Linked DNA regions of Mus musculus: all the other regions are linked to region 1. A link is a contact called in public Hi-C and HiChIP or PLAC-seq data. All regions are on one chromosome and are shown on one strand. Each heading gives the region's core, a stretch centred on a gene start, on an enhancer-like site or on the middle of the called end of the contact. The rest is flanking DNA. Distances are from core to core; before and after follow the strand shown. Region 1 holds the start of AY702102 (cDNA sequence AY702102). Region 2 overlaps Tshz2 (teashirt zinc finger family member 2). Region 3 overlaps Tshz2 (teashirt zinc finger family member 2). Region 4 has its middle 28 kb from the start of A630075F10Rik.

Evidence for each region. A called contact is a pair of places that touch in the nucleus more often than the background predicts. HiChIP or PLAC-seq counts read pairs in DNA pulled down with a chosen protein or histone mark.
Region 2: a contact with region 1 is called in a Hi-C map of adipose-derived mesenchymal stem cells, with 1.9 times the contacts expected there. The contact joins the enhancer-like site here to the promoter of AY702102 in region 1. A contact is called at or near these places in 1 of 39 promoter capture datasets (embryonic stem cells), 4 of 484 Hi-C or Micro-C datasets (adipose-derived mesenchymal stem cells and embryonic stem cells), 1 of 115 datasets of contacts at active chromatin or transcription factors (embryonic stem cells) and 1 of 9 other capture datasets (embryonic stem cells).
Region 3: a contact with region 1 is called in an H3K27ac HiChIP or PLAC-seq map of embryonic stem cells, with 6 read pairs. The contact joins the enhancer-like site here to the promoter of AY702102 in region 1. A contact is called at or near these places in 3 of 39 promoter capture datasets (embryonic stem cells, liver and stem cell-derived epiblast-like cells), 5 of 484 Hi-C or Micro-C datasets (embryonic stem cells, liver, morula and 2 more), 3 of 115 datasets of contacts at active chromatin or transcription factors (all in embryonic stem cells) and 1 of 9 other capture datasets (pancreatic islet).
Region 4: a contact with region 1 is called in an H3K27ac HiChIP or PLAC-seq map of embryonic stem cells, with 8 read pairs. The contact joins the enhancer-like site here to the promoter of AY702102 in region 1. A contact is called at or near these places in 3 of 39 promoter capture datasets (embryonic stem cells, frontonasal cranial neural crest and liver), 10 of 484 Hi-C or Micro-C datasets (embryonic stem cells, gonadal supporting cells, muscle stem cells and 3 more) and 5 of 115 datasets of contacts at active chromatin or transcription factors (CD8 T cells, embryonic stem cells, memory CD8 T cells and 1 more).

Annotation. Positions count from the first base shown.
Region 1 is chr2:169,961,318-169,964,987 of GRCm38.p6, reverse strand. It overlaps AY702102 (cDNA sequence AY702102), which reads left to right and starts at 1,801. Exons shown (of 1, transcript NR_131974.1): 1 at 1,801-2,975. It also overlaps a transcript of Tshz2 not described here.
Region 2 is chr2:169,835,303-169,838,972 of GRCm38.p6, reverse strand. The region is part of intron 1 of Tshz2 (teashirt zinc finger family member 2); the gene reads right to left. Among named protein-coding and RNA genes, the nearest start is that of AY702102, 130 kb to the left of the region's middle. Within about 2 kb of position 1,547, at least 24 of the 459 cell types and tissues checked have an H3K27ac peak or open chromatin away from gene starts, as enhancers often do. A contact at or near this core is called in adipose-derived mesenchymal stem cells, where this site is marked.
Region 3 is chr2:169,885,964-169,889,633 of GRCm38.p6, reverse strand. It overlaps Tshz2 (teashirt zinc finger family member 2), which reads right to left. Exons shown (of 2, transcript NM_080455.3): 2 at 1,130-3,670. The coding sequence ends at 3,056. Among named protein-coding and RNA genes, the nearest start is that of AY702102, 75 kb to the left of the region's middle. Within about 2 kb of position 1,558, at least 2 of the 459 cell types and tissues checked have an H3K27ac peak or open chromatin away from gene starts, as enhancers often do. A contact at or near this core is called in embryonic stem cells, where this site is marked.
Region 4 is chr2:170,040,620-170,044,289 of GRCm38.p6, reverse strand. It overlaps a transcript of Tshz2 not described here. Among named protein-coding and RNA genes, the nearest start is that of A630075F10Rik, 28 kb to the left of the region's middle. Within about 2 kb of position 1,614, at least 42 of the 459 cell types and tissues checked have an H3K27ac peak or open chromatin away from gene starts, as enhancers often do. A contact at or near this core is called in embryonic stem cells and muscle stem cells, where this site is marked.

The DNA.
Region 1 (3,670 bases), core at 552-3,051:
ATGTATGATCAAGTGTGATTATAATGATTATAATCTCGTTAGCTTGCTAGCCTTGTGGGGCTCATAAGGCAACTCCTGAAGACATACTGCAAAGAGTCTTTGCAGGAGCAGTAACCACTGGAATGAATATTTCATCTTCCCGGGGGAGACCGCTTTGAAGAAAAATGTCTATTACTGTGGGCACCCTGAGCTCATCTGCTTAGAAACAAAAAGAAAACTGGATACAATGAGGCAGATCATCACACCACTGCGCAGCATACAAGTTCAGTATCCTTCATAAAACTGGCCCTCCTCTCCCACCCAGCTAGTCTACAAAGAAAAACATGTACAGGCCAATTTCAGTTTGGCTTTGTTTTTTAACGTCTCCCTCCCTCCCTCCCTCCCTCCCTCCCTCCCTCCCTTTCTATTTCATAAACTGAAAGAAACACAGTCACCACCAGCATTTTCTGGCTGTCTTTCCTTAGTCACAATTCTACTTGCTTGGTTTTCTTGTTTTGTTTTATTTTATTTTATTTTTATTTTTTTTTATAGCTTTCATGTGTCCAGACTGTATTTACAGGATACCTACTATGTGCCTGGCATTGTTCTTGCTGATGAAGACACACTGCAGAAAGAACAGGCAAGGCTTGCCTTTGGGGCGCACACATCAGCCCCCCACTTCCCTTTATGGACACAGCACATTTGCGTTGCGGTTGTCAGGGGGTGGGTACCATTCGGCTGCAGTGACCAGTACACCTATGATTATTACTGTATGCAGTTTTACAGCTTAAATTCTTTAAGAAGGTTTTGAAGAGTTTCTGCTTTCAATTCTTCTTGATATATACGTTGGAGTGGAATGACTGAGTTATGTGGCAAATTCATTTTCAGCTTATCAGGGAGTCGCTGGGTGGATCCTCTCTCAAAGCCACTCTACTTACATGCATGACTCTGCATGTATGAAGTGTCCTGAACAGGCAGATTCCCAGTCACAGAGAGGAGATGACTGGTTCCCAGGGGGCCAAAGGGGAGAAGTCGGTTGCGTGTGTGTCTCCCTGTAGGGATGAGGAAAACGTTCTGAAATGAGGATGTGGTGTAGATGTGCACTTCACATGGCTAAAACAAGATTGGGCTCAGTGGTTAAGAGATGTCCTGCTCTTGCAGAGGACCAGAGGAAAATTCTCAGTACATACATTGGGCATCTCACCATTGCCTGTAACTCCAGATCCAGGAGGGCCAACACCCTCTTCTGGTCTCTGAGGGCACACACATACACTCTTAGCCGGGTGGTGGCAGTGCACACCTTTAATCCCAGCACTTGGGAGGCAGAGGCAGGTGGATTTCTGAGTTCGAGGCCAGCCTGGTCTACAGAATGAGTTCAGGACAGCCAGGACTACACAGAGAAACCCTGTCTCAAAAAAAAAAAAAAAAAAAAAAAAACAAAAACAACAAAAAATACAACCCAAAAGACTAATTTTGTATCCTATGTGTTTTACCCTAATTAAGCAAAGCAAAACAGAGAGAGGAAAAGATCTGACAAGGTCCTAATCTTATGGGGCACATAGGTTAATGAGTGGAGACCGACCATAGATAAATCAATACTTCATACATTGTATTCATCTGTGCTCTGACAGAAGAGGTGCTGGGAAGCACTTGGGTAGGATTTGGGTTGCCAGACTGTGAGGGGACACGGGGCATTGAGAAGGAGGAGGGGCAGGGAGTCCAGCTGGGGCTGTGTCATTATGATGTCACATGTGACATTATGATGTCAGGGGTATTCAGTTGGAAGGTTCTTTTGGCCATAGGGAGATATAGAGAGAGCTTGTAGATAGTTTTAGCTGACATGACTCTGGGAGGGAGGGGGTACCCCCTCGGAAGAATGGGGTACTCCTCCGCTTTCCAACAAAGAATCCCCTGTCCTGAAATGACCTCAGAGGAACTGGCTGAGACACTCTGACCTAACCATGCAGATCCAAGGCTTAAAATCTGCTGGAAAAAACCCAGCCAGTTTTATATAGCGTGCAGGCTCACGGGTTGTTCTGTGTGAGTCATCTGGAACCCGGGGTCTGGCTTTGACTTGTGTCTGCAGCCTGAGGAAGACGAATGTTCCTTCGGCCAGTTGAGTCTGAGAATTGAGGACATTCACAGCTCTCACTCTGTGTCCTGACCTACGTGACTCAGACCTGGAACTGGATGTATTAGGGTGTGGGGAACTCTGCAGGAAAACCCACAATTCTTATCCAAGGGCAGGTTTTAGCCTAAGCAGAGAATCCGTGCCCCATGCCCTAGTGGAAATGCCTTTTTTTCATGACAATTTAAGATGGACACTGTCTTCCTGCCTTGCCACCTTCCCTGTGGGTTGAATCTACCCGACACTACATTTTATCCAGGGATCAAGGCTAGAAGAGATGAATCCACAGAAGAGTCTGCGACCATGGTGCCTGGGCTTTCTGTGCAAAATGCTACAGCCACAATAAGATATTTACCGTCTTTATCGGAAGATCAAACCCACCCACAAATGTCACATTGCTCAAATTCCATCAGTAGATCAGACAAGCTGTCTCTGGGAAGAGGACATTCCAGCCAGCAAGTTCAGAGCGCACTGGCTTCGAGGGCCGGTCCCTTCCTATTTTCTGTCACACACCCTGAGCCTTTGTTGTCTCCGCACTGCTGATAAATCAATCCATCAAAAAATTTCCTCAGTGAAACTCAATCAAGAAAGGTCATGTCAGCGGGAGAGGAACAGATTAAATTAGCATCAAATTAGACATGGAAAGTGAGTTCTGTCAAAATCATCGCAGCGCTCAGCACAATTAGAATATGTTAATTATGCATTTCATTAAGGTGGATGTGAGATGAAATGTCACTGGGGTAGGCATCCGAAAAAGGGAAGATTGCCAGGCACAACTTTCTCTAGACAATGTGTGACACCTTCATTACCATCAAGAATCGCGAGTCTGCCGTGACTTTTTCTGTAAAGGATTAAACCATTAACTGTTTGCTGTCTCCTCTCATTCGTGCAAAGGGGCGGGGGGTGAGGGTGGGTCCCCCTATCCTCAGAGCCGACCACTCCCTTCCAAGTGACTGTCTTGCTCTCAGACCGCCATGGCCCCGGGGGCTGCTGGGAATGCCTGGTGGGCAACAGGGTGGTGGCAGGCTTTAATGAACTCCTTGGAATCCTGCCACTGCCTTAGGGGTGGCGAAATGCTGGGGATGGGGAGAGGAGAGAAATGAGGGGTGAGGATTACAGAGGGAGGGGAGGAGGAGCGAGGATCTCGGCCCCAGTCTTGGGGATGAAAGATATCATCAACATAATGGGGAACGGGAAGGGGGGGGGATCCAATTTCTAAACGCGCGCACCCAGCAAACTCTCATTTGGTGAATTCTTTTGCACCCGCGCTGAGGCTCTGAGTCATGGTTACCAAGAGGCTCTGACTTCTAGCGAGGCAGCTTCATCAGATGCCGCTTAGGTGCTCAGCACAGAAGGCTGCGACTCTGAGCAGCCCCGTTCCTCTGAGACTACTGCTTGGTTCTCCCACCCCCACCCCCACCCCTGCTTTTCTTTTTAAAACCAGGGCTTTCTATGTTAGCGGGAGGGTGGGAAGGGGCTCTAGGTGGGTTATTCCTGACCTTGCTTCCTCAGGTAATTCCTTTCCTCCCTCCCACCATGAGCCAAGCATCCAATGTTCCAGAT
Region 2 (3,670 bases), core at 298-2,797, 130 kb after region 1:
GGGGGCTCTGTGGACTACAATGGATGCCGCCGAGACATGGGGGCTCCGTGGACTACAATGGATGCCGCCGAGACATGGGGGCTCCGTGGACTACAATGGATGCCGCCGAGACATGGGGGCTCTGTGGACTACAATGATGCTTCTGAGGGCACAGACACTTGGAGGCAGGGAGAGAATCATCAAACTCCCAATGTGGGCTTTGGCCAGATTCTCTGGGTTTCTCTCGCTTACCATGGTGGCAAAACCAGAACCAAATGTGTCACGTGCGGACTCTGAGGCCCTCGGCGAGTTGCTTAGCTGTTTAAGCCTCAGCTTCCTCATCTCTAAAGCAAATGGCCCCAATGAGTTTGAGGATTAAAGAAATGAAAGGCCAGGGCTGGGGGGTGTGGCTCAGTTGTTCGGCTGCTCGCCCAGCATCCTTGGAGCGCTTCTAAGCCAGGTGTGGTGGTACATGTCTGTAATCCCAGCTTCCAGGATGCAGCAGCAGGGAGAAAGAGGTGTGACAAAGTAAGGGTGGCTGTGGTTACTGTTAGAATTTCGTACATCTTTGCTGATGTAGGCTGTGGGCTGACCTTGAAGTCTCAAAGCAGCTGTCTGGACAAAGCTGGGTGTGCTTTCAAATGGCGCAATAATCACACACACGCACACACATACGCACACACCCCTTAAAACACAAATGAATGAAATTAATTTTAGCCAAACACAGTCTCAATTGATCCAAAATATTATTCTATTAACCTATTAAATACAAGAAAGGCTGATGTGTTTGCCTGCCTGTGTTTTGGACGAAACTTTTCAAATTTCCAGAGTATTTTACAGGTACCACCCAGCCTGGTGCCATCTGCGGGTGTTTTTAGGGCTCTATCACTTTGCATGGCTTGTGTCTCCCTCCTTGAACGATGCAGGTGGGAGTTTGGAGATAAGCCCCCCCCCGACCCCCCCCCCCCCCCGAATTCAGAAAGAACTGAAGATTTGGTTTTGAGAGGAGCTTAGGTTAGAGTTTGCAATCGAAGCAGGTGATTGGCCAAGATCTAGGAATCGGAGGCCCCTGGGTGCTTCTGTTCTAGTCGAAACCCGATTAGGGTCGGTTGCCCTCCCCAACACCCTCTGCTGGAACCTGGGAAGAGGATGCTCCAGGGCGCTCCATCACCACACCCACAACTCCTTGCCACTCATCCGACTTGTCCATTTACCACCCCTCAGAGATTCCTGAGTTTGGACCCTGATTTCAGCCAGTGAGCCCATACCGGAAGTGGAAGCTTGGCTCTCTCAGACCTGGTTCCCATGCCGGAAGTGGAAGCTTGGCTCTCTCAGACCTGGTTCCCATACCGGAAGTGGAAGCTTGGCTCTCTCAGACCTGGCTCTCCACCTTGGTGTCTAAGCTTCCTTCGCCCTCCCTGTTCACTTCAATTGATTGTGCCCGTGGGTTAATTTGAGGGATCAGCGGGAGTTATGTAAGGACAGAAACAGCTCAGGAGAGGATGATGATTCACATGGAAAAGGCTGGGGAGACCAAAGAACTCCCCATCATGTCCCTTGATCTGCCTACATCTGAGTCACTCCTGAGAGCTCTGTGCATGGTCACATTAGCCAAGGGGAAGGGCAGAGTGAATACTGGGAGTGGCTGATTCTTCTCTTCAAATACGAAGCAGCCTGGCTCCCCCACACACCCAAGGCTGAGAGCATTACAAAGTACATGGTTACATCGCACACCAAAACCCTAAGCCCAAAGCCATTAAGAAAGCCGCTAAGCCTTGCCAACTCCTCTTGCTAAAGCTGGCTTCCGATCCTTGCATTAATGCATTCTAAGTAGCCTGGAGTGAAGATAGTATGGGGAAAGAAAAAAAAAAAAAAAAAAAAACAAGACAAAGTTCAGAGAGTTCCTTGGTATGCTGTGGTAGTTTGGTTAAGGTGTTTCACCTCTGTGAGCCTTACTTTCTCATCTGCAAAATGGGCTTAATACTAATTGCCATACTTCAAAGTTTCTGCAGATTTAGATGTCATTGAACTGAATGCCAGGCTCAATAAGCACTAATGATGATCAGAAAGGCATCTAAAATGATTGATAAGTATCTATGTAGCTACAGTGTAGAGAACCATGCAGCAGCCTGGGAAGGCTCTGTGTTTAGTTCCTTTTTTTTTTTTTTTCCTTTTCTTTTCTTTTTTTTTTTCCTTTTCTTTTCTTTTTTTTTTTCCTTTTTGCAGGAAGGCTGGCAAAGCACTTAGCTAACATGATGTCTTAAATTTCCTTTAGAGAGAAGGCGATGCTCTGGGTATTAACTTGCTCTCCCACAATGGCGAAGCAAAGGTGGAATGAGACTATAATTATAAAATCAAAGCCAGCAGGTATTCATTGAGATGTTACAATGCTCCAATCATCGAGGTAGTCAGTGGGTAAAAGGAGTACCAACCACTTCCTTTGTCCGTGAAGAGCAGAGAAACTAGTTTGGGGGAAGATTAAATAGACATATGATGACATTAGTCTGCCACTGCGTTCCCTACGTCCGTCCTGTCCACGTGAACAACGTGTGCTTCTCTCTTGATCCTGGAGGTGGTTAGGGGTAGGAGGACACTTGGGACTCACAAAAGCCATCAGGGCTGTGCGCAGGATGGAGCTAGGACCCGTAACTTGGATACTTTTTCTCACGGTCATAGCTATGACCCCCCCCCCAACTTCAGTGTAGTAGTCCTTGGTTAAGGGTCATTTGGCAGTGTCTATGGCTGCATCTTCTGGTGGGAACAGGTGCTGTCCATACCCAAGGGGCAGAGGCCCCTTGTTATCCATGTTATTCGGTATTAGGCAGCCCCATAGGGACACAAAGCCCTTGATTTAACATGTCAGTCCTATTGGTGTAAGCACAGCCCTCTGGTGGGGAAGAGAAGGTGAGACCCTGTAAATATAAAGCCTTATGCAACAAGAGGGACTTCCCAGGTAAGGTGAAACCAGGAACGTTTGGATAGGAAGATAAGACCAGGTTATCTTTTCAACCATCTTGGGAGGATCCAATGGAGGGAAGTTAGGCCAGAGTGGGAGACCTGACTCCAGAAGCAGAGGTCAGAGGTCAGAGGAAGTACTGGATCTGGGCAGCCTTTTGAAACTGAGACATGGGGCTCTATAGTCACATGTATGTATGTATGTATGTATGTATATGCATGCATGTATATGTGTATGTATATGTATGTGTATGTATGTATGTATATGCATGTGTATGTATGTATATGTATGTATGCATATGTATGTATGTATGTATGTATGTATGTATGCATGTATGTATGTGTGTGTATGTATGTATAATCCCTTGAGCCCCGTTGAAACAAGTTCTTCCCTGCAGCTGGAGAAAACCATGTAAGTTCAAAAAACGGCCAATTAAAGGCCACAAACTCAAATGTCTGTCTGTCCTGGTCCAGTGTGGATGGGTGGCTGCTGTCAGGTAGAAGTAGCCATACCAGAGATGGCACGCTCTGAGTCCATCTATTTGAACTTGGTAACGTTGATATACCCCAAACTTAGTTCCCCAATGAAGAATGTACTGGAGTGGGGGTGGGATATGAGCCATATGCTTGGTGGTGACTGAAGGTTGGGAGGAGGGGGGCTATTTCTCACAGGGCAACTGTGAAGGCCTCAGCTTCGTAAGCCTAAATTAACCCCTGAGACTTATTTGCTTCCCAT
Region 3 (3,670 bases), core at 309-2,808, 75 kb after region 1:
AGCAGTCTCAAGGTTAGGTGTGCCGTTAAACGCGTACACTATATTACGTGGTAATGACTATAATTTGAAGTCCTTATGCATTCGAGGCTCAATGATTTACTTGCTGTTTAATTTCCAGTCAAGAGCAAGAGACTTTTAAAGGTATATGCGAATTCATGGGGGAATTGTTTTAGCTTACTTATGTCCTAAAAGAGGGGCTGCCCGTTTAATACTTTCCAAAGAATTTTAAATGAAAATTTGACTTTGCTATTTGGTAGGGTGTTCCCAGGATTAGAGGTGGGCACAGGGGAGGAAAGAAAATTCAGATTGGAATTGGTGCCATTTAGAAATGCGTAGATATGGTGGACTCTTAAATATCCCACTGAATCTTGATATGTTTTATAAAATACCATGTCATTTTTTTCAAACATTGTACCCTCCCCCATATCAGCTAAGATTAGAATTCCAGGTGATGATAGAATTCCATAGCCATTTAAAACCATCATTATATATATGTTTATAAAATTAAGGAAAAAAAACAATGAAGCCAAGCTATCCTATGCATAAACTGTGAAGTGTGGGCAGGGTGTATACACATGGCTCTAATCAAGTACTCCAAGTGGGGAGATGCTCTTTCCTAGGTGAGCCAAATTCCAAGACACCGCCCTGTCACCCACGGGGGTGGGGGAGGGGGTAGGGGTGGGGGTGGGAGAAGCATTCAAGCAGCTCGGAATAGTTTCCATCTAAATACAAACAAACCAGCACCCACAGCCTCTCTCCTACTTACACGACCCACTCCCATCAGATGGAATGACTTCAAACTATTTTCTGCAACTCTGTCAGACACCCCAGCATGGCCGTGGTTGCACGAAGACAGAGCTTTCATAGTCGATATAACGATAGCACCGTCATATATTAGAAGTGTTTATTCTGTACAAATGTGGACAGGTGCAAAACCAGCAGTCTTTCCCGTGTGTCTCCCGGATGTACAGGCAGCCTCTGTGTATATCCCCCAAGTTATTGACCGACTTTTGCTTCTCTAGAACAGACAGTGTATGCTGCAAGTTCTGACACGGAATGCGACCTTCCTTCTGCTCCCTGCTCCCGACTCCCTAGTTACATATTCGCAGTTAAAAAATGATTACAAACCTAACAGGTGGAAAATTGGTCTTTATTATAGCACAAAATAAACATCACCTATTTGTTCTCTTCGCCGGGGTTTGGACCCACAATTATTAGATTTAAAACATACTTCTTGTCTCTAGGTTCTTTATGTATGTCCACCTTTTTTTTTTTAAGGACCAGAAGAGCATAATGGCTAATTACATAAAAATTTAAAATGTGATATGGTAAATAAATAGCATGTGGCAGAACCCAGAGCTCACATTGGGCTCAACAGATGCAAAATAGCTTTCCATTCAATAAGGTAAGATGTACAGTCATGCTTGGAATCCCGGAGGTGAATCTGCCCGGAACATTTAATTATCATGATAAAGGCATGCAAACAGTAGGGGTAGCCCTCTGGGGGGGCCCCACCCAAATCAGAAGCATGGATTCCCACCTGGAGGGAAGAGTCTCGAGTCAAGCACATATTTCCCTTTCTTTCTGCCCATCTTCCCACTCGCTCTCTAGCTCTGTGAGGAGCGCTAGGAGCGCGTCACACAGGACATTTCTCTATCTGGAACTCCCTTAGCGCCTGTGCCTGTGCAGCTTGACCCGAAAGTTTCCTGGGTAAAAGTAAAAGCTTTGCGAAGAGGGGGTGGGTGGTGAGGGCTCCTAGGATAAGCTTTCCATACCTTGTCGTGAATTAACTAAGAGCAATTCCGTAACGCTGTGGGGGCATGTGCTGGACTGTAAAGTACAGAACCCTTCGCTCGGGTTTGGGCCCTTGAGTTCAGTCTGGATGTGTGTTGGGCTCCCTAGCGCGTGGGCGTGCCATGCTGGAGGGGAGAGAAGAGGAAGCAGAGGAACCCCATGAAGGAGCTTGGGTGGCATCCAGCCTTGCTTAAGCTCAAGATTTGGAAGCAGCCTACATGTGACTAATTTGCTATAAAGTATTTGCCTTTGGTCGTCTCTGTCCTTTCTCCTGGAGGTGACATAAATAACTTTGGGCATTGGTAACAAAGCAAGGCGTGGACTTCTATGATACATGGTACAAATTCCTTTCTTTTCTCATTTTGGTACTGGGACTTGAACCCAAGACCTTGTGTATGCTGGGCAAGAACTCTACTACCAAGGTGCACCTCCAGCCCAATTTGAAAAATAACATCTTGAAGCTGTTGGACAGACCCTACTCACTTGGCTGTGTACAGCCTTCGACTACCCATCTCTGTATGTGAAATAAACCCACGGGGATGTTTTGCATCTGGTAAAGGTGGACTCTGATCCCGAGTTTATCCTAAAGGAAAATCTAAAGGCATTTTTATCTCCCTGCTCCATAGAAGAGTGCATCCCGACAGTCCCCCTTAAGGGTCCCTGCTCTTCTATAGGGATATGAATGTAGGAAGGAAACAGGGAAGGAGCGCTGTCGATAAAAGTCAGCTACCAAATGGATTCATTGCAAGGGCTGATAGTAAAGATATCATTAAGCCATTCGTGAACTGATTAAGCTATCTCTGTATATAACGGTCCCTAGGAAGTCCCCCTCCCCCCACCGTCTTCATTCTGGTGCCACCTTTCCCCACTCGGTAAGTATTAAGCATTGCTGTGGGAAGGCAGATGGCAAAATGGAATCTAGTCCTTGTTAATTAAAATGAGGGGAAGTTGGACCTTGGAGGTTGGGCCTTAGGTTGCTAAAGGAACCGTGAGTCCTGGAGCTCTAGGAACAACCACGAGCTTCATCTCTCTTAGATACATTGTATCCTGCTTCCCCTCTAAACTAGAGGATGTTGGGGGAATGGCTAGGAGCCACTCATCCCGTCCTGTCTTTTGTAAAAGTTAAGTCTATGGCAGCAAACTAAGGTCCTGCCAGGCCTCGGGAGACGCCTCTGCTTCTAAGCAGACCCATCTCTTTTTAACAAGCTCCTCACAAGGCCGTGGTCACCGTCACCTGGGAGCAAACCCCATACCTGCAGAACTATTCTTCATCCACGTCTGCTACAAACTGAGAGTGGTGTTCGGGTGACTTGCTGTGCGTTTTGCTTAGGTGGAGTTTTACTGCGTGTTTGCTCACAAATGTCCGACGGCATAACTTACACTTGAATTTAGAGTCTGTGTCCTCTTCGCCAGCTATTGTTTCTGGAGACCTCTGAGCCGACGACACTCGGGAGATCTCCTGCTCCACCTTGCTTTGCTGGTCAGCCGCCATCCGGGTCATGTCCTTCATTTGGAAGCCCAGGTGAGACTCTAGGTGGCTGATGTAGGTAGAGGGGGTTCTGAACTGGGACGCACAGTCACTGCAGTAAAAGATGGGGTGCCCTTTGTCCATGTTTTTCAGGAACTTTGTCCCACCTGTTTTCCTAAGCTGGTATTTGACGTTAGCCAGCCAGTGGCTGATTGTGGTCATGGAGAGTCCGGTGAACTTGGAGATTTGCATCCGCTCTTGGGGGCCCAGGTCAGAAAGCAGGTATTTGCCCTCTGAGGTCTGGAAGAGGCTCGAGGCAAACTGAGCTTGCAGGATGAGAAGATGCTGGGGGTTCCAGTTGGACTGCCGGCCTTTCCTTTTGTGCAAAGTGGAGACTTCGCTCGAAAC
Region 4 (3,670 bases), core at 365-2,864, 79 kb before region 1:
GGTCGTTAGACTGTGGTAGGGTGGTCTCCCACAGCAGTGACAAAGCCTGTGGCAGGGTGGCCTCCCACAGCAGTGACAAGCCTCTCCACTGCTTTTCCATCTGTCTCTCTTTTGAACTTTCCATGTGTGCTTGCATCTGCTTTCCCCTCTGTAAGTCAAATATTTCAATATAGGAACTTTTAAAGAGCTGTTGGATGCAATGAGAGTCATCAAGCAACAGGGGAACCTATCACCAAGGACCACTCTTCCCTTTTGTCAGCCTACCTAGGAAACGGGCCAGAAGAGCCAAGAAGAATTTACCCAGGGGACCCAGGAAGCCCAAGGGAGGTTGAGGCTTGGGGTCTGACCTCAGCAAAATGGGGGACTGGCTTCGAGTTTCCCTCAGGCAGTGTTTTTGCGATCTGATCTATACAGTGTCCCCTGGCACTGGGAGACTAGCTCCGAGTCTCCAGTGGACACTTGTGTAACAGTGTGGCATTTACAAAGTGTCCTTTGCAAACCTCTGGTGTAGTTTCACTCCCCTCTAGATGTCCTCTTATTTTATATGTGTGCACACGTGCCTGAGTGTTATGCATGTGCACCGTGTGTGCAGTGCCCATGGAGGCCAGATGGGGGCGTTGGACCCCTAGGAACGGCTGTGAACTCCCTGGTGTGGATGCTGGGAATTGAACCTCGGTTCTTGGCAATAGAACCCCCCCCCCCCCCCCCCCCCCCCCCCCGCTGTTAACCGCTGAGTCATCAGTCCTGCCCCACCTCCAGAGATCTCTCCAGTGGTAGAGGTGCATGCATTTGAACCCAGAGTCTCCAGTTGGTGGCACTGTTTTAGGACATGAGCTTTGCTAGAGGAAATACATCACTGGGAGGTGGGCTTTGAGAGTTTATGTCCTTGTCCCACTTCCGTTCTCCTCTTTCTGCACGTGGTTGAAGATGTAATCTCTCAGCCTCTCGTTCCTGCCACGGTGCCTACTGCTTGGTGCCCTGCTCCCTACCGGAATGGTCTGCGTTGCTTTTTGTCATGGTATTTTGCCACAGCAACGGAAAAGCAAACTAGTGCCTCTTAGAACAGCCCGAAGAACAAACGCAGGGGTTTACAAAGTATACAAAGGGAGCCCAAGGCTTGAGTGGCACGAATAGCCAACAGAGACAGTAGAATTGGGGTCTGCTCCCCACCCCACACCCTCCTGGCCTGTGCGCCCTCCAACTGCAACCACAGAGGAGCAAATACCTTCTGAGGAACCTGGCTGACACAATTGCTCACATCTGATTGGCCAATGCAACCCACGTGGTCAAGCCCAGCCTCAGAAAGAGAAGACTTTGGTGAGAAACTGGAGGGTGTAGATTGTAAACGTTGGGTTTTTGTGAAGTCTTCCTCTCCACTGGCAGAGGAATGGGAGCCATGTGGGGCTGTGCCTGCCCCTTGAGCCAGTAGCTCAGAGGACTTCCCTGCACTGCGCAGTGCATGTGTGTGGCAGGCCGTGGCTTTCTCTAGGTCCGAAGCTAACGCCAGTTGTTCCTTCAGTAGTAGCTGGGCCTGATGGCTTTCATTGCTCGCTTTCACTGCTCAGTGCATTAGTATCCTTGTGCTGGCAACTGAGGTTCTCTGGATCCCGCTCCTGGAGGCTGGTGACTCATGCTCCCAGCCTTTGTGGTCAGACATGGCACCAGCCTCATAGGGGTCTGGGACTCTGAGTGCCAGGTTGGCCAGACAGGTCACCCTGGCTAATTTACATCACTAGTGATTCAAGAGTGCTCAGAATTAGGCTTAGCCAGGGGGACCCCTGCGTCTCTGAGGAATTGGGTAGCCAGTCTGGGAAAACAGTTCCCACCAGTTCGTGTCTCACTCTGTGACATTCTGATTTTGTGACATTTCGCAATAAACCAGCACCTGCCACCCACATGGGAATGGAGTGCGACTCCAGTTAAGGCTTATTTTATTTTATTTTATTTTATTTTATTTTGCTGACTGTAAAGAAGAAACAGGATTTGGGGTACACCAGGGCTTCTTGATCATCTCTCTGTCCATGGCAGGTTCTCTAGCCCCCCACCCCCTTTAAAAATGTTACATTTACTGTAACTGTTGTTTAAAACATAAATAAGGGAAAGAGCATAGAAGATGAATAATGAAAATAAATTCATCTTATTTATGTGTTTATGCACACATTTGACAATTTGACAATTATTCCACACCGCAGGGTCGGTGGCGGTTACATTCTAGAAAGTTCCTTACTTTTTAAGTTTCTCTCCCACTCCTCCTGATTTTTGTCACATCCAACACAGGCACATTAGTATTCCAGGACAGGAGGCCTGGTGTGCACGGCAGGACAACCCTCCGCTCCGGTGTGTTACTTCAGTTCAAGCTTCAGGTAACTGAGACTTGTCAGTCTCTAGGCTCAGATAGGGGCCTCCTGGCAGACACATTCCTTACCGGCAATTCATTCCGCTCCAAAGGAGCAAGGGGGGCAGTGATTAAAAAGAGAAATGAGGGCCCATGAGATGGCTCAGCAGGTAAAGGGGCTTGCCAACAAACCCGAGGACACGTGTTCAATCCCTGATGGGAGAAGATCCCTGAGAAGGGGAAAACTAAATCACACAAGCTGTCTTCTGAGCCTGCACTCCCCCGCACGGATTGTAATCAATAAATAAAGGAAGAAGGATGTAGGCTCCCCCACCCCCTTTTAAAAAAGGAGCTAAGGCTTGGAGGCAGTGTGTGTGTGTGTGTGTGTGTGTGTGTGTGTGTGTGTGTGTTACACAAAATGTAAGGTTTAGTTTGAAGATGATCCAGCTGTGGGCCACTGAACATATGTTAAGATCACGGTCAGAAAACTCTGGCTGTCAGAGCAGACCACCCTGGAAAGTCTGTGATTGACTACCTAAGGTTACAGGGCTTCTGGAAGCTTCATCGTTTCTTACGAACTTTTCCTGCTAGGATGTCCACAGAGGGACGATTTCGTGGGCTTGGGCCTCTCACTTGGCTCCTGCTACTCCCTCATGTACAGACAGGACAACACAGCCCGTCCTTGGAACCCTGACAGTGACCTCCCATGTCCCTCCTACATCACTGCTCTCCCAGGCTGCATCCTGCTCCTTCCCAGGAGGACTGCAGCATCGGGCACGCCCTTCTCTAATTGTCTCTTTCCATACTTCCGTCTCTGCAAACACCAAGCCTAGGGAAAAGGGTGGCTTTGTCCCCGGTACCTACGGAACTTTCCAGAAGAGTCGGGGAGGGAGGGGGGTTTTCTGTCCTGAGAATGCATGGCCTGGAAGTAATTTCTGTTTCTTAAGACTTTGCAGAACATGCTAGGCTGTGTAGAAAATCACCCCAAGTTTAAATAGACCTCCTCCGGAGTTGGAAGGCTCAGGAACGCCAGATTTTAAGTACTACCGAGGAGCGCTGGGGAGAAGATGAGAGACCCTGAGTTCAGCAAACTCAAGTCACTGAAGCAAAGCCACACAGCTGAGGGAATGAAAGAATGGAGACCACAGGCTTGCGTCTCGGTTCCTTTCCTTCTGTCCTGGGGAGGGCACAGAGACCAGAAATCTTCCAGTTCCTTTAGTACTTAAAGTCAGAAAAGACACCAGCTGAGCAGTCCCTCCTGGCCAGCTAGCTCATATCTGAGTCCTTTTAAAGTGTGCTGATTATATATTAAAATGGTACTCCCCGTGTTTTCCT